Linked DNA regions of Zea mays: all the other regions are linked to region 4. A link is a contact called in public Hi-C data. All regions are on one chromosome and are shown on one strand. Each heading gives the region's core, a stretch centred on a gene start, on an enhancer-like site or on the middle of the called end of the contact. The rest is flanking DNA. Distances are from core to core; before and after follow the strand shown.

Evidence for each region. Hi-C and Micro-C count contacts between places; a contact is called where the count stands out from the background.
Region 1: a contact with region 4 is called in a Hi-C map of leaf, with 3 times the contacts expected there. The contact joins the promoter of LOC100281706 here to the promoter of LOC541985 in region 4. A contact is called at or near these places in 4 of 25 Hi-C or Micro-C datasets (ear, leaf, root tip and 1 more).
Region 2: a Hi-C map of tassel shows a contact between it and region 4, with 4 times the contacts expected there. The contact joins the promoter of LOC100278445 here to the promoter of LOC541985 in region 4. A contact is called at or near these places in 6 of 25 Hi-C or Micro-C datasets (ear, endosperm, leaf and 3 more).
Region 3: a contact with region 4 is called in a Hi-C map of tassel, with 3 times the contacts expected there. The contact joins the promoter of LOC100283875 here to the promoter of LOC541985 in region 4. A contact is called at or near these places in 7 of 25 Hi-C or Micro-C datasets (ear, endosperm, leaf and 2 more) and 1 of 3 datasets of contacts at active chromatin or transcription factors (leaf).

The regions. Positions count from the first base shown.
Region 1 is chr9:152,761,237-152,767,862 of Zm-B73-REFERENCE-NAM-5.0, forward strand. LOC100281706 (Heat shock 70 kDa protein 8) reads left to right here and starts at 3,189. Exons shown (of 2, transcript NM_001154626.2): 1 at 3,189-3,340; 2 at 4,277-6,208. The coding sequence starts at 4,278. The coding sequence ends at 6,014. It overlaps TRNAK-CUU (transfer RNA lysine (anticodon CUU)), which reads right to left and starts at 2,327; the gene lies at 2,255-2,327.
Region 2 is chr9:152,783,271-152,789,461 of Zm-B73-REFERENCE-NAM-5.0, forward strand. LOC100278445 reads right to left here and starts at 1,336. Exons shown (of 5, transcript NM_001151723.2): 1 at 748-1,336; 2 at 280-624; 3 at 1-163. The coding sequence starts at 1,161. It overlaps LOC103639437 (a long non-coding RNA gene), which reads right to left. Exons shown (of 4, transcript XR_004852837.1): 3 at 6,090-6,191; 4 at 5,888-5,988.
Region 3 is chr9:152,826,318-152,832,946 of Zm-B73-REFERENCE-NAM-5.0, forward strand. It overlaps LOC100283875 (polygalacturonase), which reads right to left and starts at 3,983. Exons shown (of 9, transcript NM_001156773.2): 1 at 3,654-3,983; 2 at 3,414-3,551; 3 at 3,151-3,321; 4 at 3,007-3,027; 5 at 2,727-2,934; 6 at 2,549-2,630; 7 at 2,324-2,432; 8 at 2,119-2,250; 9 at 1,620-1,973. The coding sequence starts at 3,956. The coding sequence ends at 1,749.
Region 4 is chr9:152,989,892-152,996,141 of Zm-B73-REFERENCE-NAM-5.0, forward strand. LOC541985 (MADS14) reads left to right here and starts at 1,391. Exons shown (of 8, transcript NM_001320931.1): 1 at 1,391-1,803. The coding sequence starts at 1,619.

The DNA.
Region 1 (6,626 bases), core at 1,939-4,438, 230 kb before region 4:
AAGCTTGGTCTCGTGCAGACATGTTAGGTGATCAATCTTGTTTTATAAATGCACTGGCAACTTGTTTGGAGGATGAAGAGGAACAAATGGTAATAGTGGTTTTGTTAACATTTATTTTCTTTGCTTTCATTGACTGAATACTTATATTTACTTGTACATTTCATTATTTGTTAGGATGAACCAAATTGTTGATATGTTGAATGCTCCATAGGTTGATGACTTGATGTTCAACAAAGGTAAATACTTATAATTTTGAAGTATTTTCTTTGCTTTGATTAACTAAATAATTATTTTGTCTTGGCTGTGCACTGTGCTACAGTCTTTGATCTTTGTGCAGGCGTGCAGCAAGCTGCAAGGAGCAGCAGCGTTGCTGTCCAAACTCCAAATCTGTGCAGCAGCCAGCAAGCTGCAAGCAGCAGCAGCAGCACTGCTGGCGGCCTGGCGCACAACGCACTGGTGTTGGCGTGTTGCTGTCCAAGCACTGCTGGGTGCTGCCGCACTGGCGCACATGTGTTGCTGACTTGCTGTTCAAGCACTGTTGTTTTGTTAAGAGACCTTTACTGTTTTGTTAAGAGACCTTTGCAGCTTTGCTGTTTTGTTGAATTAAATATTTGAATACTTTGAAGTTTGGTAACAGTACTCATTTATTGTTTTGTAACAGTACTCATATATTGTTTGGTTCAAGTGTAAACGCTAATGTACTCATATATTGTTTTGTCAACCTTCTGTAACAGTACAGATATATTGTTTTGTGATTATACCCGTGGGTATCCGATACCCGCCCGATACCCGATGGGTACGGGCACGGGTACAAATTCCTACTCGCGGGTATAGTCGCGGGCGGGTATGAGTAATACCCGCGGGTATTGTCGCGGGCGGATATTTACCATACCCGATCCGAACCCGACCCATTGCCATCCCTAGTTTGGACAAACCATACACGCGCGCGCCATGCATTAGTTGACCAGGCAACCAATCACGTAGATAAGTACCGAGCGCAACTCAATGGGAAGCCCAAATCCGTATATCACTCCCTTAGTAGGCCTCCGTCTCCAATGGTTGGGAGCCTATGTACGTACCAGGCCTCCACCAGTACTAGCAAAGGAAGATCTGCGACACGGCACAGGTTCAGACAGCCGAGATCTCACTAGAGATTTCATGTGCAGCAACTAGCAAGGGCCCATGCCAGGCGGCTACGCGGCCGTTTTTTTTGCATTTTAACCCTTTTCGGAAAAAGATCACGTTTAGACGCTAGAAAATTTTAATGTCATTTTTGGATCCTTTGCTCGGCGTCATAGCCTATGACACCGAGGTAACACAGCTCGACGCCATAGGCTATGGCGCCGAGGTACGTGCTGCGCTGGCACGAACGGACGTCGTGACACTGATGTGGCACCGAGCTCGGCGTCATAGATCTTGGCGCCGAGCTCAGTTGTGTGCACAAAACCCGTCTAGCTCAGTCGGTAGAGTGCAAGGCTCTTAAGCTTATGGTTGTGGGTTTGAGCCCCACGGTGGGCATTTAATATTTTTTTGTCTTTGTCACTGATTTGTTTATTTTTCCAGATTTTTCGTTTATGTCGCTGATTTGTCCGTCCAGATTTATTTCTCATCCAGATTTTTTTTGTTTTTGTGACTGATTTGTTTATTCGTCTAGATTTTTTTGTTTATCCGGCGAGCACATCGGCTGTGTGCCACAATGGCCGCAACCCGTCAACTTCCCCCTTGTTTGCTCAGCTAACCACAATAAAAATCAAATGACAACACTCTTATTTCAATTATGACCATATAAAAAGAAGCACACATATTAATCTTTTTCCTCTGTACTAAATAAAAGTATACTCCATTATATACTTGTCTCGCGGCCACTGTGGCACACAACCGCTGTGCTCGCCGGATAAACAAAAAAATATATGGACGAATAAACAAATCAGTCACAAAAACAAAAAAAACTGGATGAGAAATAAATTTGGACGGACAAATTAGCGACATAAACAAAAAATCTGGACAACAAAAAACAAATAAGTGACAAAGACAAAAAAATATTAAACGCCCACCGTCTTGTCTCGCGGCCACTGTGGCACACAACCGCTGTGCTCGCCGGATAAACAAAAAAATGTATGGACGAATAAACAAATCAGTCACAAAAACAAAAAAATCTAGATGAGAAATAAATTTGGACGGACAAATTAGCGACATAAACAAAAAATCTGGACAACAAAAAACAAATAAGTGACAAAGACAAAAAAATATTAAACGCCCACCGTGGGGCTCAAACCCACGACCACAAGGTTAAGAGCCTTGCGCTCTACCAACTAAGCTAGACAGGCTTTGTGTACATAGCCGAGCTCGGCGCCAAGATCTATGGCGCCGAACTCGGTGCCACGTTAGGATCCAAAAATGATATTAAAATTTTCTAGGGTTTAAACATGATTTTTTTCGAGGAAGGGCTAAAATGTAAAAAAAAAATCGGGCTACGCGGCGACTAGGCCAGGTGCCCCAGCTATGGTCCCGCTAGGGATGGCAATGGATGTCATTTATCCGCGTACCCGCGGATAAAAAATCCATTGGGCACGGTTTTGGGTACGAGTCTGTACCCATGGATACGGATACGGTTAGCACTTGATATCCGTGGATATTTTTAAAACGGATAAGAAAAATCAATATCCATACCCAAATACCCGAATATCCGTTAAAATATCTTGTACTCCCGTCCCAAATATGGGTAGCACTTGATATCCGTAGACAATTTTATATTTGCTGGACAAATATGATATCATGTTTGAATTTGCTGGACAAATTCTGTATGGATTTATGTTTTTATCATATTTAAATTTGCTGGACAAATATGATATCATGTTTGAATTTGCTGGATTTAAATATTTTGTATGTGTAGTGGACAAACGGATATATCCGTGGATATCCGTTACCTGCGGGTAACGGATGTGGATACTGTTTGTTATCCATAGCGGGTAACGGGTACGGGTTCGGATATAAGTCGTGGATATGGATATCCAGAGACACTATCCGCGGATATTTTACCCGTTGCCATCCTTACGTCCCGCGGCTTCCCGACTCTTCTAGCAGGAACCGAGCGACCTCGGACTCAGCGGCTCCGCCTGTCGGCGAGCGCACGCCGCGTGCCTGCCCGCGGTCTCTCGTCGTCTCCAGAAGATGCGCCCCGATACTCGTCTTTCCACCCTTCTTCTACCTCCTTCCACCCCCTTCTCCCCACGCCCCATCGGATCGCACGCGCACCGCAATTGTTGTTCATCACCTCTCCGAAGAAGCGTCACAGAGCACCGCCCGGAGGTTCCCCTTCCCGTCGCCGTCGCTTGGCCAGGTAAGTAATGACTAATCGCCTGAGTCTCCTGCGCCTCATTACTTCGAACTGTGGTTTCGTTAGTCGGACGTCGGAGCAATGCTATGAACCTTGCCATTCCATGTTACTTGGTGCTGCGTGTCCACATTCGACGCCACATTTTTTTCTTGCTAGCCAACCATTGCGCGTCTGTGTTACAGTTCCACCGGCGATATACATTATGCGATCATTTGATGTGGATATTGGTGTTTTTTTGGTTAGCGGATCACCTTAGTTTTGCACTGAACATGGAACAAATGTGGATGTTGGTGTTTTTTTGTTAGTGGATCACCTTAGTTTTGCACTGAAGATGGAACGAGGAAATGGGGAAGGGGAACTGAACGAAGCACATAGTTTCAGAGACTATGTGCACTGCAGAGACTATGCGAATGGTCAAGGGAATTTCTCGCCTTGGTTTCCTAATCCTCGCTTCCTTCTTGTTTCGAATTCGGTGTATATATGTGGTTTATTCGGCACGTTTAGGAATTTAGTTGGGGAATGGGGCGCAGTATGTCAGGGTTGTGTCATCTGAATATATAATGCAAGATCTATTACTAGTTTAAATTGACTTATTATGCAAGTCGATTAACCTGGCTGGGCTCAGTGGTGTACCATGGAAGCTTTGTGATTGTAGCCGGGCAGTAGAACGCTAAACCTGAGGTTTGGTACTGTAGCACTCGGCTAGTCAGCTGTATGCCAAGATGTTACTTACTCGATACTTTCTGCCATGTCTCATCTGTGTTAACCAGGGTGTGTGCCACATAGGGCTTCTTTCCATGCTGTTTGTTAACCTGTTCACACTTCTTCCATATATATATTCATAATAGCTCGATCTACAATTTTCCTGTCTTGAGCTTCTTTGTTCCTAAAAACGAATTGTATACCAGCAATGTATATCTGATGCAATATTGTTTGTAGGATGGCTGAACAATTCTATACCGTGGCATCGGATAGTGAAACCACCGGGGAAGACAAATCACAGGCTTCATTCCCTGATGTTGCTGTTGGCATTGACATTGGGACTTCCAAATGCAGTGTTGCTATTTGGAATGGCCACCAAGTTGAGCTCTTAAAGAATACCCGTAATCAGAAAGGGATGAGGTCATATGTCATGTTCAAAGATGATACTCTTTCAGCAGGAGTTACTGGAGGTGCAGCCAAGGAAAATGCACACGAGGAAAGAGACATCTTGTCAGGAAGTGCCATATTCAACATGAAACGCCTGATAGGAAGAATGGACACTGATGAAGTGGTTCAAGCTAGTAAGACTCTCCCATTTCTTGTGCAGACATTGGGTATCGGTGTGAGACCATTCATTGCAGCGCTCGTGAACAACATGTGGCGATCTACAACTCCGGAGGAGGTCCTTGCCATCTTTCTACTTGAACTGAAGGCCTTGGTGGAGATGCACCTTAAGCATCCCGTTAGGAATGCTGTGCTTACAATACCAGTTGCATTCAGTCGATTTCAACAGACCAGGATTGAGAGAGCCTGTGCAATGGCTGGGCTGCATGTGTTGAGGTTGATGCCAGAACCAACTGCTGTGGCGCTTCTGTACGCTCAGCAGCAGCAGCAGCTTGTGCATGACAATATGGGAAGCGGCATCGAGAAAATTGCTCTGATATTTAACATGGGTGCTGGGTACTGTGATGTGGCCGTGGCTGCCACAGCTGGAGGTGTTTCTCAGATAAGAGCATTATCAGGATGCACAGCTGGTGGGGAGGATATACTTCAGAACATAATGCGCCATGTTCTTCCCAATTTTGACGGTATATATGCTGGCCAGACAATGGATAGAATCAAGTCGATGAGCTTACTGCGAATTGCTACTCAAGATGCAATTCACAGGCTCGTTAGTCAAGAATCCGTGGAGATCAATATAGATTTGGGGAATGGCCACATGGTGTCCAAAGTTCTAGACCATTCAGAGTTTGAACAAGTCAACCGGGCAATTTTCGACAAGTGCGAAAAGATCATCAACCAGTGCTTGGCTGATGCGAAGTTGGTACCAGAGGACATCAATGATGTCATACTGGTCGGAGGTTGTTCGAAGATCCCCAGAATCAGAAGCCTTGTCCTGGGTTTGTGCAAGAAGGAGGTCTCTTACAAGAACATAGATGCTCTAGAAGCTGCTGTTTCAGGTGCTGCGCTGGAAGGAGCCATAGCTTCGGGAGTGAATGATCCTTCGGGGAGCTTGGATCTTCTCACGATCCAGGCAACTCCCATGAACCTGGGAATCCGTGCCGACGGTGATAGCTTCGCTGCGATCATCCCTAGGAACACGACGGTTCCAGCAAGGAGGGACATGCTGTTCACAACGACACACGACAAGCAGACCGAAGCCCTAATTGCTGTGTATGAAGGAGAAGGGGAACGTGCTGAAGATAACCATCTGTTAGGGTACTTCAAGATTACTGGAATTCCGGCAGCCCCTAAGGGAGCAGTTGATATCAGTGTATGCATGGATATCGATGCTGCCAATGTCCTCAGGGTGTTCGCAGGGGTCGTCAAGCCTCAAGGCCCAGCCATTCCACCGTTCATCGAGGTGAGGATGCCAACGCTGGACGATGGCCATGGTTGGTGTGGGCAAGCTCTAGCAAAGATGTATGGGAGGATTCTCGACCTTGCTGTTCTTCCGAAGAAGCTGCAGCCATGATATGTGGCCTTCCGAGGCCTCGTAAGTAGCTGGTGCGTTGTGCGAATGTAGCGGATGCTCAGTGTTCAGTATTCACTGTGTCACTGTCCCCCGTCTTGTGTGGGCGCTGTCTATGTGCTGTTGGTGTTGGGCAGTCTTCAGAACTGAACTACCAGTTTCATCCTTGTGCAATAATGTCTCGTACATGTGAGATGAATGTTGCGGATGTTTGTACTTCATAGTTTTCAGGATTTGTTGACTGCTGGACTGCTGGTGTGCAGTACGAAACTGAGAGTTTCATCCTTCTGTCGAGTGCTGTGCAAACTCGGAAGTGCATGAGGATGGTTCGGGACAATATACACGTGTACAGGGGTGTTAGGTTTCATCCAACTACATCGTCGAATATTTGAATGATTAGACTATATTATAATTACGTGTATTAAATATAGTCTAACTATAAAATTAATTAGATAGATGAAAATTAAAAGACGAGGTTTACTTAACCAAAGGTTATCACATCGGTCCTAAATATGGGTACTCACCGACGGGATCTCTAAAGCTATCCGTAGCTATGGATGACGAGTGGTCTATCCCGGCTTAGGCTTGGACCTGTTTGGCAGGGCTTGCAAGTCT
Region 2 (6,191 bases), core at 86-2,585, 210 kb before region 4:
GGCTGCCTGCGCTCGCCTTTCGGCTGTGCCGGTTGCCGCATTTCCTTGACTGGCAGCCAGCGTTGTCGCCGGAGGCGACGGCTTCCAGGCGCCGGCTGTACTCCGCCATCCGCTCGCGCATGCCCTTTGACATCCCCTCCATCTTCATCCTCAGCATTTCCACCTTCAAGCGTGCAGAGGAGACACCGTACGTTTAGTCATCGGCAAAATCCCGAGACTGAAACAGCGACACAACATCATTGCGTATGCGATTTGCGTATCAGTACCGCTGCGACTTACATCAGAGGTGTTGGCGCCGTGGACGCGTTCATCGTCGCCGCTTTGCTCAGCCGCTGGTGGCGGTGGCGGTGGCGCGGGGACGGGCAGGGCGATCTCGCGGATGTCCTTGACGAGGGGATCGGGATTGGCAGGCGGCATCTTCTCGAGGCGCCGGCGGAGCGAGGACGCCTGCCGATCGAAGTTCCTGCCGCGGCTCCGCTGCAGCTCACGGGCACCGCCCATCGCCCTCCTCCCGCTCTCCTTCTCCACACGCAGCTCCTCCATCATCTCCTCGAGGTCCTCGATCCCCTCGTCCAGCGCCGCCGCAACGCCGACGTCGCCCTTCCCGTCGACCTTCTTCCTCCCCTGTGGTATAGCAGCACCCATACGAGAACATCATCATGTCGGTGCACAACATGCGGTGCTTTGATGGAGCCGATGACTAGTCGGAAATGGAATAATGCGTGTTGTGTCGCCGTGTGTATTTACCGATACGAGCGTTTCGACGGCGGACTTGAGCGCGGCCTCCATCTGGCCGCGGTGGCGGTCGAGCTTGCGCAGCGCGACCTCGCGCTCCATCCGGAGGAAGTTGCACTCGGCGCGGAGTATCTCCGCCTGGAACTGCCACTTCTCCTCCCGTTCCTCGGCGTCTTCCTGCGACTGCGACGCCGGCGCCGGCGATGGCGGTGCGGACTCCAGCCCGCGCACGCGGCGCTCCATCTCGAACAGCGCGCCGAGGTTGACCTGCACCTGCCTCGCCGGCTGCGGCGGCGCCGGGCGGGTCTGCGCGCGCCCCGCGCCCCGGCTGGGCCTCCCGCCGCCCGGCCTCCTCGCCAGGTTGAGGTTGATGGTCCTCGGCGTCGCCGCCGCGTGCTGGCTCTTGGCCGCCCGCCGCGCCGACATCGAGGCCGCTCAGGCCTCGGAGGTCGGGTTGGCCCTCCGACCGAACTGAAAGAGAGGGGCCGCCGGTGAACGTGCGCGCGTGGATGACAGGACCAGGGATGTTGACGGACGAGGGGCTTCCTTTTTCCTGGGGCTGAGGCGGCACCGGCAACGGTCGGGTTGCTTTGGGTCTGTGGAAGGTGTTGGTCGGAGAGGGAGAAGGCGCTGGGAGGAAAAAGGCCGGGTGCAGTGCACGACTGCACGCACGACAGGTGGATGGAAAGGGAGGCGGTGTTTCTCGTTTTCCGTGAGATGCCACGATTTGAAAGGATCTTCGCGGCGAAAATGACTGGATTGCCCTACGCCGGGCTGGAGCTCCGATTCGGCAGCAGCCCAGCCACGCCGGGCTTAGGGATGGATTTGGATTCGATACACATTGAAACGGATTCGAATGTCACTATTTACCATATTTTAATTCGAATACGAATATGAATACGAATACTATCAAATACGAATACAAAATGGATAGTTCGAATTTGAATTTATATTCGGATACTTGATTTAGAACATAACATCATAACAAGTATTAATTTGTTTTATCGATGGATTTATAGTTGATAAAATTCACATTACAAGTAAATTATGAACAATAGTACATATACATTATTTAGTTGAAACATATAGTTGAATATCATATTTTTAAATAAATTATTTATACCTGGTATATTTATATTTTGGACTCTAATTATAATCTTTTTTATATTAAGTATATTTGTATTTTGGACTCTAAAACTCCAATAATCTATTGTATTCAAAATTAGGCTTTTTAATATTATTAAAATTTATCATTGTATATCACTAGTAATGTAAAATTAACACAGACATTTGTTTATGATATAAATATTTTTAACACTTTAAATGGTGTACTTCAGTTCTTAGTATATTATTTAATGTTTAAAATTACTTGTAATTAGTAATAAAAGTAAGTTGAAATTGATTTTATTGAATACTTTTTCTTTCGGATACGAATAATATCGGATATTTCACGGTTTTGTCGAATGTTGTCGAATACGAATCTTAAACCAGATAGAGAAGAAACGAATTCGGATATGTCTATTTAACACCCATATTAAAATCGAATACGAATACGGATATCTATATTAGCATTTTATCCGAATACAAACGTGGGTAATTCGGATCTTCAGACATCCGAATTCATCCAAGCCGGGCTAGACCGCTAGAGCAATGACTAGCGGGTGATGGGATGGGCATCGAGCGGACAAGTTTGGTGCAGGAGGTCTGGGACGTGCTTTGCAGAGAAAGCAGGCATCCAGGCTGCGGCATGTTCTACTACTACCATTTTGAATGTCTTTCGGTCTCTGTTCTCAAAAGTAGGAATATTGCTGTCTGTTCTGCCACGCTGGCATGAAAAGTAGGAGTGTTGACGCTATTTGATTCCCACATTGTCTGCAGTGAGATATTCACTCTATATTGTATTTTTATTTTGTCATAAGTTAAAGAGATAATTTATAATAAAAATACATTCTACAACGTCCCCAATATAGTTTACATGATGTTAACAATATTATTATTCTTTTCTGTTTCTATATATTTGTTCAGACTCAATATAAGTTAAATACACTACATTTCAACATGGGGGAGTAGTAACTAAAATTGCGCCTGGCTGCGTTCATATTCCTAATTTCCCAGGGCAGCAACAGGATGTGTGCATCATAGATGCCCTCGAGCCTATATCTAGTCCTAATCCACTCTCTCGTGGCTATAGCTATGACCTGCATCAAATCATCTCATATTTGTTGAGGCTCGGCCCAAATAGATCTCAGGTGCTCACGCTAAATTATAACTTTATCAGCACAGGTTATTTAGGTAGATATTGTTCTGTCTGGTCTAAATGAACCCTGAATATTGTTTTGGCTTCCAAATTTAGCTATTTTTAGTTTTGATTCATAGCTTTGGGGGGGGGGGGGGGGGGGTAGCGTTGGAGTATATGGTAGACTAGCCGTTGGGAGGAGCACAATGGTGTCAAAAGAAGATGCAGATTGTTCCAAAAGACTAGTTTGGAGGTGGGCTACTGGGCTCTATAGACTACTAGGTATATGCTCGTGCGTTGCCACGGAAGTAAAAAAAAATTGTGTAAAACATAGATATGATGCAAAATCCATGTAGCACATATGAAGTGTAAGCTGAATGCCCGTGCGTTGCAACGGGAATATATAATAGAAACAATAACTATCTCCAACAACTTAAAATCTTTGTTCTCATATTTAAACTCCACTTTATAAACAGTGCAGTTTACAGTACAAAATAGTGTTTTAAATGACTATGGATAGTACAAAATAGTGTTTTGAATAACTATGAATAAACTGTCGGATACTGTGCTAAAGAACAAGTCTGCACGCGCTCGCATTTGGTTGATTATTCGTTTGTTCGGTAGTTGACCGTCAATTCTCTGGAACAATTTCAGTTTGTTGAAATCAATTTGCAGCGCGGTAGTCGGTAGAGTACATCATATGTAGCCATGTAGGTTTATGATCGACAAATCCACTCACGTGACAGTATATATTGTCCGGTGGGATGGGGTGGCATCTGTCTCGTTCACAGCTCAAATACTGTGAGAATAAAAAATTAGTCTGAGATGTACACCATCACCAATTCAGACCATATAAAAATTCAAACGATGTACAATCTAATCACGGTTGCAACTCAGCTGAGTCAGACTAACTGAACAGTATGCAAGGATGTTAACTGATGATACCAAGGAATTCGGTGAAGCTTGGATACTTTGGTTCCCAACCGATCTCAGCCCGAGTTTTTGAATTCTCCATTATCTTCCCCAATGGATCGTCAGTACCTGGAGTTAAAACACACTTCGGGTTAATTAAGCTATATGCTATTGCCTGTGCACTCAAGAATATGAAAGAATCAAAGAACCATAGCAGGTCGTACAAGACTAACCAATAAAGCCTCCAAACTTCGTGTCAAATTTTCCACTATTGTTAACAGCATCCATTATTTCTTGCCTGTAAAGTTTTTTTTTCCTTTTAAATTAGGCAAACCGAAAGAGTAACTCTTCACAGCAAAACTGACTACAAAACAAAGAAACCGATATGAACAAGGTCAGCAGTTACCTGGAAAGGGGCTTGTTGTCACAGCCCAGAAATATTCGACTCCGCAGTCCCTTTTTCATGATTGCTACTGCAAGGGACGCAGCATCCTGGCAACAATATTATATGTATAATCACAACTAATAATATAGTTGTTGGTTGAGGAACAAGCTATACTCACACCAGTCCATGTGATTGACATGGTAAGAGTAACAAGATGCCACAATCAAGATGCAACAGTAAGAGTCAAAACACTTAGATGCCACAATCAAGATAAATTAATCTAATGACTGGAGTCATATCTGGTAAGCCTAGGAATATTTTTCCCCTTAGGGCTGATTTGGTGACCAGGGATCACGGGGGGATTGGAAGGGATTGAGGGGGAAATTAGTTCATTTCCCCCTCAATCCCCTCCAATCCTCACGTGATCCCCTTGTCACCAAATCAGCCCTTATTGGGTCACGTTTCCTCTTTCCAGTGAAAATATGGCATAAGCACTTGAAAGTATATAGAATCCATCTATATTGAAAAGTATGATTGGTCATTGGTATATGCACATATAGATAGTTTAACAAAACTGGACATAAGCATACTCACACTATTTCTACGTAGTTGATACTTTCGGCCAAAACTTTCACTAAATACTTCCAAATTTATCATGTAAGGCTAACAATTCCCCATAGTTTATTACCTTGTTTAATAAAGAGGGTATAATGGTCAACTTACTACGTTCTCGAGTTCACTGGTCAAAAGTGCCATGTATATGGACACAGCAGGAGTACAAATATCATGTATAGAATCATATTGATATAGAGAACAACCATCGTAAGAACGATTCTGTTGTGAATTGTATGTCCTATGATGTTTTAATCCAACAGCCTTTAACCTAATGTGTTAGACAGTTAGAGTTGGATGAACAAATGAAAAAAAGTTACCAAACTTTAGAAATTTGTATAGCACCTTATTACTTAGTTTAAGGGGGTATGCATAAGATATGTGAATCACTGCAATGTGCATCTGAGAACCTGAAGGTCTAATAGTAACATCATAGTGAAAGATGGAAGAAGAAACTTACATTAACACTTTCTGAAACCTGATCCACTTGTTTCCCCACAACATTGCAAGCATCAGATAATCCACGCTTCGTCACAAACATCATATCAGAAAGTTTCCACCCCTGTAATCATTGCGTTAGCTCTAACGGAATTGACATTGGTCAAATATCAAATGGCACAGTAGGAATATCATTAGCACAGTTTACAGTGTATAATCATTCACTAAAAATGAAAAGAAAGATAACTTGCTTCCTGCAGTAAATTCTAATACAGATTTGAATATTTGATTAATATACTTTCTAAGCAACATTAGCCTTTCACCAAATTAAAAATAGAAGATGTACCTTCCATCTTATGAATAAATAGCCAATAGCTCCAATAATAACAGCTGTAATACCATATGCACCAGGCCCTGCAATATGAAAATGTTGCTATCATCAGTACAGAAGTCAATGAAGTTACTTTGAAAACTAAAGGATAAAAATCTAACTACTAAAATAAAATAAACTACCAAGTAGTATTATGTGGGAAAAAATGTATCTATGATCAAGTACCAAGTCATTGTGGCATGTGGATGTATACTTGGCCTGTGTGTGAGAGGGCACCAATGCCCTTCTATTCGTCTCTTTTCCCCTTTGCCGGTTTCCCTTCTCTCGGAAGCATTGTAGCTATTACGCAGAAAAGAACAGGGAAAATGAAATGTAAGAGTTAAGAAAAATTCTTTTAATACTACTTAAAGTTGGTGGCGACAAAGGAAATATAATACTACCAAGGAATGCTCAAAGCCTTATCTGAGCTACAGTCTGAAATTTTAGTGAACAAGGTGAATGATTGCTTGCTCATGAAGCCACCATTGAGAGAATCACAATAT
Region 3 (6,629 bases), core at 2,733-5,232, 160 kb before region 4:
ATTGGCATCGCTAGCTTTAGAAAATAAAATAGACACAAAGATTTATGTGAAAAAAATCTCCTTCCAATATAGAGGAGCAAACAACCATAAGTAAACAAATTCACTATCAGAAAGGATATATATTTATAGGTGTACAGAAAAACATATTACAAAATATATTCTAAATATATAAAAGGAATTAGAAACATATTCCAACAACTAGCCAGTTTGGTGCTTGTGGAGGACCATTGAGATCTTTGTGATTGTTGTTGCCTCCTTGTCAGACTCTCTTCACCGCTTCCCGCCGGAGCTCCCTCTCCCCTACGGTAGAGGCTACAGGAAGACGCTACCTGCTTCAACAGTGCCCCCTAAAGCACCCCCTACGGTGCAGCCACGCGCTATCGTCTTCTCTCTCCCCCCGAATGCAGCGTACTCTCCTTTCCTCCCCTATCTACTGTGTTGTGGGCCCACAATTAATTATTAGTTGATGAAAAATTGATAGGAGGTGAAAAGTAGGTATAGAAAATGATATTTTATGGTTGTAGTGGGATATAGGGAAAGGATTTAGGGTGAACCGCTGTACAGGGTGGAGATATAGGGGGGAGAGAACGTTGACATGACACATGAGTGGGATATAGTGAGAAAAATTTAGGGGTAACCGCTGAACAGTCTCAGGCTATTGTGTGTTGGGCTTTGCGAGTAGACCCCCTGGTAGGCCTGCCGCTACGTACTCGGGGTCGGTGGGCCGACGCCTAGAACGGAAAGCCTACCCGCCTACCGTCCCGTCCGTGCCGTGCGTTGTGACCTCCCGCCCCGTACGCGGCGCGTCACTGCGTTCAATTCGGCGGTCTTGCTCCTCGCCTGCGCAGTACTGCACCGCACGAGCGTCACTGCGGCGACAGTGCCTCCGAAACAGTTACTACTAGCCATGTCACGCGGCCTACGCAGACTGTGTGGGCGTGGCGCCCTCCGTGTCCGTCAGCCACGACGTCGACCGGCGACCCGCGCGCCATGCAGAGGCAAGAGACAGGCAGGGCACAGGACGGCGGCAGGCGCAGAGCAGAGCACCTGCAAAGCTGCGCCTGCGGTTACTCGGGCGTGGCAGTGGGATCCGTGGAAATTTTAAACTCGAGCCCCATCCCATAGCTCCAGTCCGGTTGGTAGCCGTAGCCAAGTCCGGGCCGTAACCGTAGGTAATATATAGTCAGTACCCGTCCCGTCTCGTGCTCTCGGTCTCGGCATCGTCCTGGTGGCGGCTGGGCACCGTTCCCGCCGCCGGCCGGGAGTTTCCTCGGGCTCACGCGCGGTTCGCTGCCTGCGCCGCGAGCGACATGCGGGACCGTGTCGTCTCGGCGCGCGGCGAGCCCAACGCTGGCCCGGACAGTTTGAAACGCGGCGCTGCGGACGTGGCCCTGGGTCTCTCTCTCCCTCGGGGAGCTGCGCTGCCGCGTCCGTGCGTGCGCCCTGTGGCATGTGGGGCGCACGGGGCCGGTTCGTCGTTTGGTCGGAAGTCTGCCAGTTGGACGCGGCGGTGGCGTTGGCGGCGGCCAGCTACCAGCCGGCGAGCCGGTTTTGAATTGGCTGGCGGTCAGGCATGACAGCAATAGTCGTCTGCATTATCATTCGTGGGACACATGTGTTTGTACTGCGCACACAACTATGATTTTTCATCTCATTATATTGGTTGGCTTTTTGTAAAAACAAAAACAAAAACAGGTTCAAAAGCTAAACCAAATGAGCCCTAAGTTCATGTGTAGGTGCTACTAGTACTACATTTCCGCACTGCAAAAGGGGAAGGTATACCCAGACTGTACGACGGTGGCGTTCCTGTAAGAGCACGTAGCGTATCTTCCTTCTCCGACCAGGTAGACATCCTGCATCCGTATACCGTCGCAACGCAGAGCGGCGCTGCAGACGAGACTGATGGCGACTCTGGAAGCGCTGGTTCCATGTATGTTTCTGTAGCTTATATTACGCACGGCCACCGCCGATCCCTGTGTGTGCAAAGTGTGCGTGCATGCATGCATGCGCACGAGAGTTACTCTGGAAGATCTGACGACGACACGAAGAAGCAGCAGAGAAAACTTGGACCAACGTACTGTAGATGTAGGACGACGGTATAGATATATATATATATACCTGGTCGTGACAAGAAGACGGTGTCGTCGTCCTGGCGGAGTCGCAGTAGTTCTGGTCTATAATTATCGGGTTAGTGACGTTGCGCATCGATATGTCTCGGAAGCTAATTCTCTCGGCGTAGCCATACCCTCCCTGCAGTGCAGTACGTGTGTTAACCAATTAAGTTATTACAACAACACAAGCGAGGAGATCGTGCATTACCTACCTGCCAGGTCTTGATCCTGACGCCGTTGGTCGTGCCCAGCAGCGTGGCCTTCTCCACGAGGACGTCGGAGACGTGGGCCCATGAGTTGTTTGCTCCTAGACTACCAATGCTGCGGCACAGGCACAGGCACAGGCACAGTCGTAGAGCTTGTGTTGTGTGTGTTGCCATCATGTCTTTTTACAGATGATGCCAAATTTTGAAAACGTGAAATTAAACGCCGTATACCTTATTCCATGGCCCGGTCCGCAGAATATGCTGGTCACCCGTACGAACGTTGAGCCAGTCACGATGGATACGCAGTCATCACCTGCATTGTTGTTGCATGGTGTTGGACACACACACACGCACATGAAAAGGAAGGAAGAAGGGGCACCTCATACATACAACATACACATACACGTACCTGTGGCGATGGTGCACCTGCTTATGGACACCTCCCTGCTGTTGGACACGTGGATGCCGTCCGTGTTGGGGCTCCACGCCGGCGCCGTGATGGACAGCCTCGACACGGCCACGTCCCGCGAGTAGGCGATCGCCACGTGCATCTGCATGCTGTCCCTCACCTGCAGCTCCTCCACCACCAGCCGGGTGCACCTCCTCAAGTACAGCGCCTGACCAAGCTCGCCAACTCAGACGCACATACATACATACATACATCGGGGTTGCCGGGTCAGGGAAGGTACCGTCGGGCCGGTGACGCAGCGCTGGTGGTGGTGGTGGATACACAAACAAAAAAACAAAAATAAAAAAAAATACGCATGGCATGTTAATGTTAGTGTTAAGCAAACACCGACGACGACTGATCATTAAGCAAGCCGCAAGCGTACCGCTGATCTGTTGAGCTTGCACGAGTTGATCCACCACTGCATCCCGTTGCCGTCGAGCGTCCCGCCGCCGAGGACGCGGAGACGGTCGACGCCCTCGAACGTGATCCACTCCTGCAGGCCGCGCTCCAGCCACACCGACCGGTCCGACGGCGCCTCCAGCGTCCCCTTTATCTGACCATATCTGCTTAATTAGCTTGTAACACTAGCTAACGAGAGAGCAGCAGCTAGCGCGCGGGATAGCATAGTATTCACTCATCTCTCACCATTGCAGCGACCGAGGCAGCTCTGCAGGGCCCGCGGAAGCTCACGGGCATCAGGAGGTACGCCTTGCCCTCGGGCACGAGGAACACGGACCGCCCGGCGGAGGAGTTGCAGGCCTCGCTCCACGCCGCGAGGAAAGCCTGTTTCCAAACGCGTGTGGAGTGTGAGATAGATCATCAGAACCGCGGTCGATCGGGATCCACAAACGGGCCAGGGAGCGAGTTAAATAAAGCTGGGTTCACCTCGGCGGCGTCGACGCCGGCATCCGCGGCTCCGTAGTCGTCGACGTTGACGACCCTCGGTGGCGGTCCGGCCCTGGGCAGCCACAGCTCGTCGTCTGGACCCTCTGCCGGCGCCGGCCCGTCAGCCTCCGAGGAAACTTCGTCCCAACTGGCGCCGTCTACTAGTAGCATGTAGTAGTGAAGAACGACGATCAGCATGACGACGACGGTGGTGGTGGAGCCACCCATCCGGAGATGGGGAGGAGGCTCAGGCGAATGGAGGGGAGGAGACGAGGAGAGGAGAGGAGAGGAAGGGACGAGCATTACTGCATTAGCACCCAACTTCTTTGGAGATAATAAGGGCATGTATAGTGGTGTTTAATATGGGGGCTCTTAAGGTGTTTTAGGGGTTATTTGCAAAAAAATCTTAGAGCCGTCTCTCCGTGAAGAGACGCCTCTAGCTCGTAAACCAAGTAACAACAGACGCCTCACTTCTCACTGTACGAATTTATCGTCTGTTCTATCGATCTGATGCTATACAAATACATTTAATTCTGTATTTATTAATAGACTACGTTTATAGACACTTCATTGTACAATAGAGTCTCTTAATTGTCTCCTATGCTTCGAGAACCGTTTTAGTGTCTCTCCACTGTACATGCCCTAACAAGCTCGATCGACGACCCGCCGCGAGCATGCATAACTCTTGCGTTGCTCACGAGCTCTGCAGCGGCTGACAGGCGGGGGCCGCCAGTGTGCTTTCCTCTGCTAGATCAAATCTCTCCAAGTACCAAGGTACTAGGGATAGCAATTTTACTCGCGGGTTCGGATATCCGACCCGTCGGGTATGGATTCGGGCACGAAATTTGACCCGTGGGTCTTACCCGTACTCGATCCGATTTTATTATGGGTCGGGTACGGATTTGATTTCTTACCCGCGGGTACCCGACGAATATCCGAAAATAGTGATTTTAGATTTTCAACCTATCAGTACGCTAGCTAGCCGTCCACCCTCGACAGCTCATCATACTGTCATCCCTCCATGTCTGTTGATGCTTCTGATATAGTTCTAGTACTAGTGCCAGTACGTAGTACTAGTGCTATCTAGTACAAGTACTTGAGCTAAGAGAGTGTTAATACACCAGACGACTATGCTTGCTACTCTCCGATTTTGACGAGTTGGAAGTTTATTAGCAAAAAAAAACATTAGCAACACATGTCCAGGGCTACATTTACACGACTGCACCGTGCAACAACATTATGTGCCTCCGCTGATCATGGCGATGTGCGACGCTCAGAACAGCACTATACTTCATTTAGGGAGAATGCACCAAGCTGCTGTACCCGACGGATACTCGATATCCGTCCGATACCCGATAGGTACGGGCACGGGTACAAAAATTTAATCGTGGGCATAGTCATGGGCGGATATAGATAATCCCCGCGGATATAGTCGCGGACTGGTATTTACTCTATCCAATCCGAACCCGACCCATTGCCATCCATACCCGGGACCAGGGTTATTATTTATTAACTTATATTTGGAGCCTCCGATGAACATGTGTCAGTTTGGATGTGTAGCTAAGCCGCGTTGTTGCAGCCTTCTTCGGGGGCCCGTAGTTTGGAAGTTGCTAGTTTTTCCCAAGGGAATTTTAGGACAAATCGACCCTCCTCCTTTTCTAGGAGGGCCTAAATAATCAGGGGTCCTTTGTGCAAGCATAAACGCATGTATATCTATCTTGTCTTACGCATGATCCTCACGCCCGAATTTTTTTTAGCCTTTTTTCATCTCACGTGAGATGAGAGCTCATCGGGTTTAGATCATCGTGACTTACCGCGCAGAGACTACACGAATCAGCGTTATAGGTCATCGCGTTAAAGTATTATAGTATAAATGACATGGATATAGGAGTGGTAATAGATCGCGTGATCTAAATACTTCTTCACAAAATAATAGGTCTTTAAATAAATTTTAGTTTAAAAATGAATAAAAATAGGGTCTGATCTGATCATTAAATCTTATGTGTAAAATTTAGAGTCTATTGTCAACCCTACGTGGATATTATTATAGATGTTGTTTGGTTCACGAAATGTAATCTAAATGATAATGGTATTGATTCACGCTTGATTACCGGCGGTAACAAGTTTGAATAGAACTTTATCAGTTTCTAGTATGATATCTGATTACGTTGGACTTAAACAAATATGGTTTAACGTTATCAGTTATCGTTCACCTTTCAAATATATGAACCAAACAACACCATAGTTCTAGTGCAAAGGCAAGGTGTCATGATCTATGATGTCGAGATCCAAATCATATATCTCAATATCTCTTTACTCTCAAAGTTGTCTCTTTTCTCCGTCTTGATTCACCTACAGCTACCTAGCCCCCCTTGAAGATGAGTTTTTTTATTACTAGTAACTTAGTGTCGGGGATTGGATCCTCCAACCCCTAAGGGCACGAGTCAGAGGGGGTGGAGGGAGGCCCGCCTAAATAAATTTGTTTGCCTACAGATGATTCTTGTGCGTCGACTTTGAGGGTTGAGCGAGGCACAACCAGACAAAGGGGTCAGACGAACCGCAAGGAAGCCACCCACGTGTGGCCAACATACTCCTCTTGCCATCAAAATCGTGCATGCCACATTTATTAATTTTTTCTAGCACCGAGTCACAACGCAGTAAGGAACTGGTCCTCCTCTCACTCATGGCCTATGAGTCTTTGACCTGAGCCCCACTCATGACCCGGAAGACCTAGGCATGAGTCCTCGGACGCCCTACGAAGCATGCAATACAACGAAGGGAAGCACGGCTGGAGATTTACAAAGCAGAGATATCGACGCATGGCAAGGCTTTTACCGGGGTCTCCACTTTACCTTAGCACAACGATCTCAAGCCATCTGTAACAGACCCTCCTTGGCATATAATAAAAGGAGGATACCCAAACCGAGAGCACATACGCGATATGAAATCGTTCTAGTCTTTTGGACAGTATAACTG
Region 4 (6,250 bases), core at 141-2,640:
CACAAAAACCAATGTACTAAGTCTAGAATCATACCTTTGTATTGATTTACACTTTGTCCACCATTTGACATAGTTTAACACATAACCATTTATGTTGGACACTTAATCACCAAAATACTTAGAAATGGCCCAAGAGCACATTTCCCTTTCAGTTAGAATGGGAAACATGAAGTGTTTGTTCTGTTGTTTTTCATATCTTTGTTGTGCATGAGGTATATGCTCGCTTCTATGGTTTTGTTTATCACATGTTTGAAGTAATACATAATTGATGATCGACTAACAATGACAATAGTGTTTTCTTATGCTCGACCTGGAAAAATTATAAAGAATGTTGGCACGGTCAATTTGAGTTAACCTAATTAATTTACGAAGTCACTATTTTCGAAATTTAAATAATTAATTTTAAGTTTAATTCAAATATGTATATAATTTACAAACGACAAACAATGCAATTTTGAGGAAAAATAAATTGGAATAAAAAATCTGTTATTACTATAAATATAGAGGACCGAATTTATTGGACACTGCTCGAGATGGAGAAGATATAGTGAACATAATTTTTTAGATTATACCGTAAAAGATAGATAATATCTAGAGAACGTTGCTGGAGACCACCAAAACTTTTGGACGAGCGAGTCTGGAACTTTGTTCTATTTTATCTTAAAAAAATACTTCACACCCATTTCGAGCTCCATTTGTTTCGGTAGATAAAAACAAGAGAAACACTGTAGCAGAGAGCAGCCAAAAGAAAAACCCTGACAGGAAAGAAAGCCGAAGTCCTACGAGCCCTAGAGCCGAACACCTACACGCCATAGAGCAGCAGTGCATGGGGTCAGTCCTGTCTGGCTCCTCCAACTCTCCAGCCGCACGCGCATCGACACGCGTCGCCTACTTCCTGACATGTGCTCTGATCGCCTAGTGCCCTCCCCCTCTCCTTTCTCTTTCTCTCTCTCTCCCTCTCCCTCTCCGACTCACCCGCGTACGGCGACCTTTATTGCATCGCATGCTGCAGGTCCCGCCCCCGCCCCCGCGGCCCCGCCCCCTCCACGGACAACGGCTCCACCTCCGGTCCTCCTCCCCGCGCCAGATTATTGCGGTCTGGACGTACGCCAGGGCGAGGTCGAGGAGACTCGAGGGGGCGCGCGCTGGTACGGGCGAACTGGCGGCACATCAATCGGCTATCACGCGTCTATCAGGGCGCTATGCCCCGTCCCCTCGCCCTCGCGGGCGCGGCCGTCGCCGTCCCCACCACCATGCACCTCGCAAAAAGCAACAGCTCCTGGTGCTGCCCCGGTGGGCGAGTGATTGATTGGTCGCTACCTGATGGATCACGGCGTCACTGCCAAGTAGATAGATCGATAATTACTTGAGTGTGTGAGAGAGAGAGAGTGGGCGCGCGCGAGGAAGAAGTTAGGTTAGAAGGACTCTCCAAAAGCGCCGCTTGAGTAAAAAAGATCTCGCCCCAAGGGGTACGACGACTACGATCACACAATATAAGCATCTCTCTGCTGCTCAAAGCAACCCAGGCCGGACTCCCGAGGGAGCTTTTTTAGAGCAAGAGAGGACGGAGAGGTAGAGAGAGAAGGGGGACGGAACAAGCAGCTAGCTAGCAGGGAAGATGGGTCGCGGCAAGGTGGAGCTGAAGCGGATCGAGAACAAGATCAGCCGGCAGGTGACGTTCGCCAAGCGCAGGAACGGGCTGCTCAAGAAGGCGTACGAGCTGTCGCTGCTGTGCGACGCCGAGGTCGCGCTCATCATATTCTCCGGCCGCGGCCGCCTCTTCGAGTTCTCCAGCTCCTCATGGTACGTACGTACGACGCACGCGCGCTCCCGCTTGCCCCTGTATGCATATCTGATCTATGTATATTCCGCAACCCCCAAAATGAACAAAATTTATTGATATACTAAAAAGGAGAGCACCTGAACTTTGGATCTCTCTCTCTCTCTCTCTCTCTCTCTCTCTCTCTCTCTCTCTGCTTTGCTCATCTTCTCGATCGCTTTCACTTTGAGCACGTTTTTTATTGTTGGCTACTTGGAAGACTCGCAATTCCTCATAGATAGATCTTGTGTATCTGTCTCTTTGGAAAGCTTTCTCTCTTCGTCCTAGCTATAGTCTTGGCGGCTTTGTTTCCACGCATGGACATCTGCCTTTCTTTCTGTTCGTCCTCGTTTGATTTGGAATTTATGGTCACTGAGCTCAATCTTTCTGTGTAGAATTTTCTCTCTTCCTTTTTGGTCTGGGCTGATTCGTTTCCCTTCTTGGCCGCCCCTCATTTATTCAACAACTACTTTTATGTACCTCGTTCTATCACTGCGGGGTAACCGATCGAGATCTGGGCACACGAACCTAGATCTTCCTCTATTGACTGTGTTCTACTACTTACTGCTTCTGTACAAGGAACACGATATTATGACACATCTTTTGTTCAAAAGAATTTTGTGGAGTATATCCTCGATTTCTTTTGCTTACAGTTCATCATCTAACAAAAAAAATGGGTTTTTCTTCGTCACAACAAACATTATGTATATATATGCATGTGCGTACAGTTCTTTCACTTCCCAAGGTAGATCTCGTGAGCTTGATGGATATATAGCAACCTGTACCTCAAACAAGTTTTTTTTTTCAACATGTTCTCTTGCAATAAGAGGCAATGGTAAAAAAACATCAGCCCATTATTTACTGCCAATTGCCAAATTCCATATCCAGTTATCCACCCCCAAAATTTTATTTTTACTGCATGCGTCCCGTTCCTCTTCCCCGGCCTTCTGTTCGTCAGATCGCCTGTGTGCTACTCCTTTATTTTTGTCAACCCATTTTATGTCGATGTGCTTATTAGCTCACCGGTTCGGTCACTAGAGCTGTTTGAAGCCCCCATCTGCTGATCTATATGCTACTGTTCCATTGGAGTGTATATAGGTGGAACGATAGCTGATGCTCATCGAGATCTCAAAATGCTGTCTCACATCTTTCTTGAGTCCTGTGTAGACTGTAGAGTCATATCAAGCAGCTCAGCGCATACATCATGCAATACTGTGAAGTTTCAACGTCTTGCTTTCATCATTGTGCGTAAGCACCATAAACCGATGTGCAGCGCATTATTTACCCGCATGCAGGAACATTTCATTTCGTAGTTTTTTTTCTGAAGAATATTTGTCTATCATATCAATGTTTTCTCGAAGTTGTAGCACTTACCTCTCCTCCCTTTTCGATCTCATGCATGTAAGATTTTTCTCAGACTCCGGCTCAGTAGCATTTTCTTTGCCATTTTTCACAGATCTCCCTCCCTTTTAGGGACTCCAGGTAATAGATGATTTGTTTGTATATGTTTTATCAGGCAGTAAAAAATTCTTGATGTTTTAAGAAAGATCCAGAGTTCCAGCAGACGAACTCTTAAAATTTAGAACATTTATACTCTAAAATGTAAAAGTAACATATTTTTGTTCGAAAATAAAAATCATATTCTCATAAATTTTTAGATATATAAACGTATTTCAGTATAAAATATAATAACGATCAATGCCTTAACTCAAATAACTTGAAATGTAAATAATGTCAACTACTGTTGACCGGACAAACTACTACTATATATCTCCATTCTTAAATATTTGACGTTGCACAGTTCATTTTTGGGGAAAAAAACCGTCAAACAAAAAAAAAACGGAGGAGTACGTGCATACATACGCCCGCCTCCAGTCACAAATAGAATGTTCGTGGCAAAACTCTAATTCTAAAACTTATATATGACTATCAAAGATTTTTCTAAATTATTTAGTTGAATACACTTTCATGATACCATAAGTTTGTTATTAGATTTTTCTAATACATTTTATTATATAATATGGTCAAAATTATACTTTGCTGATATGCCTATCTCATTGCCCAAAGCATCTAGCGTTTTCCACATTAGAGTGTATATAGAGATTGTTCGGTTGTATAGTGTTGACATAATAAGTAATAAAATAACAGATAAAAGGAAAATACATAGAAGAACAATTTTAGCCAGTGAAACCAGCGTGACATGGAAATGTGTATATATGTACAGCTTTATTGATAGTAGATAGTTCATAGTAATAGTACACAGAGAGCTTGTACCGTCATTATATTTATCATATTTTGTTGTACTTTCCTATGATCATTAAATTACAGTGTGGAGACATAAAGCATAGTTCATGCATAAAAATGGTCTATATATCGATGATATGAATTTGCATTAAGAAGAACTTTGAAGAATCCTGCTTACTTTGTGAAATATATATTGTATTAAAAATGCAATTCGTGTGCACATTTGTAAAATTGTTCAAATTAATTGTTTAAGAATGTTGTGGGAATGTGCCACGTGGTGCATAAAGATTATGTCATCAGCTAGCCAGAGTAGAGCTTGACCATAGGATTTAGTGGTGGTGGTGGATTCTGTATAATTCAGGATTAAACAATAAAGAACAGAACAAAATCACTATTTAGAAAACAGGGATCACATTGACCAAGGGTGACCATGGCCTAGCTTAGCCTTAAGCAAGCTCTACCCCTGCAATTAGGCCAGGGATAACTGTCATTGTAGTGGCACTAGCTACTAGAGTTCTTTGTTTCAACTTTGGTTTAATTTACAAGTTAGAAAATGCAATTATCCAAAAGCTATTTACATTGTTTTTATATGGATGAGCCGCAACACTAGAGCATCATGCATTATAATCTACAAAAGAAACTCCAAATCAAATAATGGATTCTAATACACCCCTACCCTACCCCACCGGTAAAAGAGACTTGACACTACATTTGTTACCAACAGTTTTCTTATCCATATTTTATATTTCATTATGCTCAAAAAAATTTTCTAAAATTTTCACTAGATTGTGAACGATGTGTGTATTTCACTTGTTTTAAGAAACGAGTTTTGATACTCAAGGTTTCAAAATTTTGATAGTACACTATCAGAAATTCCATGTATTCATGATTTGAAGGGAGCGTGTTATAACCACTATTGAAACCTCCCACACAAGATGAAGTCTGATGAAGATAATTTCTAAATAGCTTCACCTTCGCTTATTTTGAAAGGATACTTATTTGAACACTAGACTGTGTGGACACAAGCATAAATGTTATACTATCGTGATAAAAGTATCAAACAACTAAATCCATTTTTTATTCTAAGGCCAACTTGAAATCTTTGGAATTTAAATTAATTATAATAATCATAGTTTAGGTATAAATCAATTAAGTTAATATGATTGTATATGAAAACACATGCATACTACTATTTGACCATATGAGAAAGATACCTATGTGCTGCAATTTTGTTATAGGGGAGAGAACCAAAGAGCATGATATAAGTTAAAGAGTAAAAACATAGGTTGGTGACATGTAGAATCAATTTTCATCCTTTACATTATGAACTTGAGATAGATTAATATGTGAACTTTGTAAAGCTATGCATGAAATGTTAAATTCTAAGACAAAGCCTACTCCATTAAGTAGATTTCAATTTCTTCAAAATAAAATGATCCAAATAGCGCCCCAAGAATCAGTTTCCAAATTAAAGTAAATTGTTTCTTCTTGTTTCTAGCATAAAACACGATGACTCTTAGATTGTTTCCAAGGTAAATAAGTACATTTTTCATTTTGCCGACATCATCATCTACGTTTTTGTTTCCCCTTGTGCACACTTACTAGCTACATTTTGTTATTATTGAGGAGCTCAAGAATTTTAAAAATATACTCTAACAAATATAAGACTTAAAGTAGCTAGATGGAAACTACCAATACATCATTGCTTGAAGAAGAAAATTCACTTTGTTATATTAATTATTCGTGCCACAGATCGTGTTGCATTCCTTTTTTTTTTACTTCCACCCAGTGTTATATATACAAGTTTTGAACCCTTACCAATCCATAGGTTTGGTGTATAATTGAAACACCAACAAACCAAATGGTAAACTAAATGCACTTATAGAGTAAGCTCAAAGAGTCATGGATATTAGTAGACATGAAATCTTGACATATGGAAGTGTCACTACAACACATTTAAATTAGTATAAAAATTTACCCTTGATCCATTCATGGCTTCATGCATGATGCTGAATCTCCCTTTTTATTTTAGCTTTATGATTTTAATTTAAGTAAGTGTACTAGTTAAAAATCTAAAGCTATAACTTGACATGAAAAACTTTTCCTTTTGGGAGCTAGTTAGAATCATAGATATAAAACATATAGTCTTGCATTTAAAGCCAAGAAATTTGCAAAAAATATTATCAT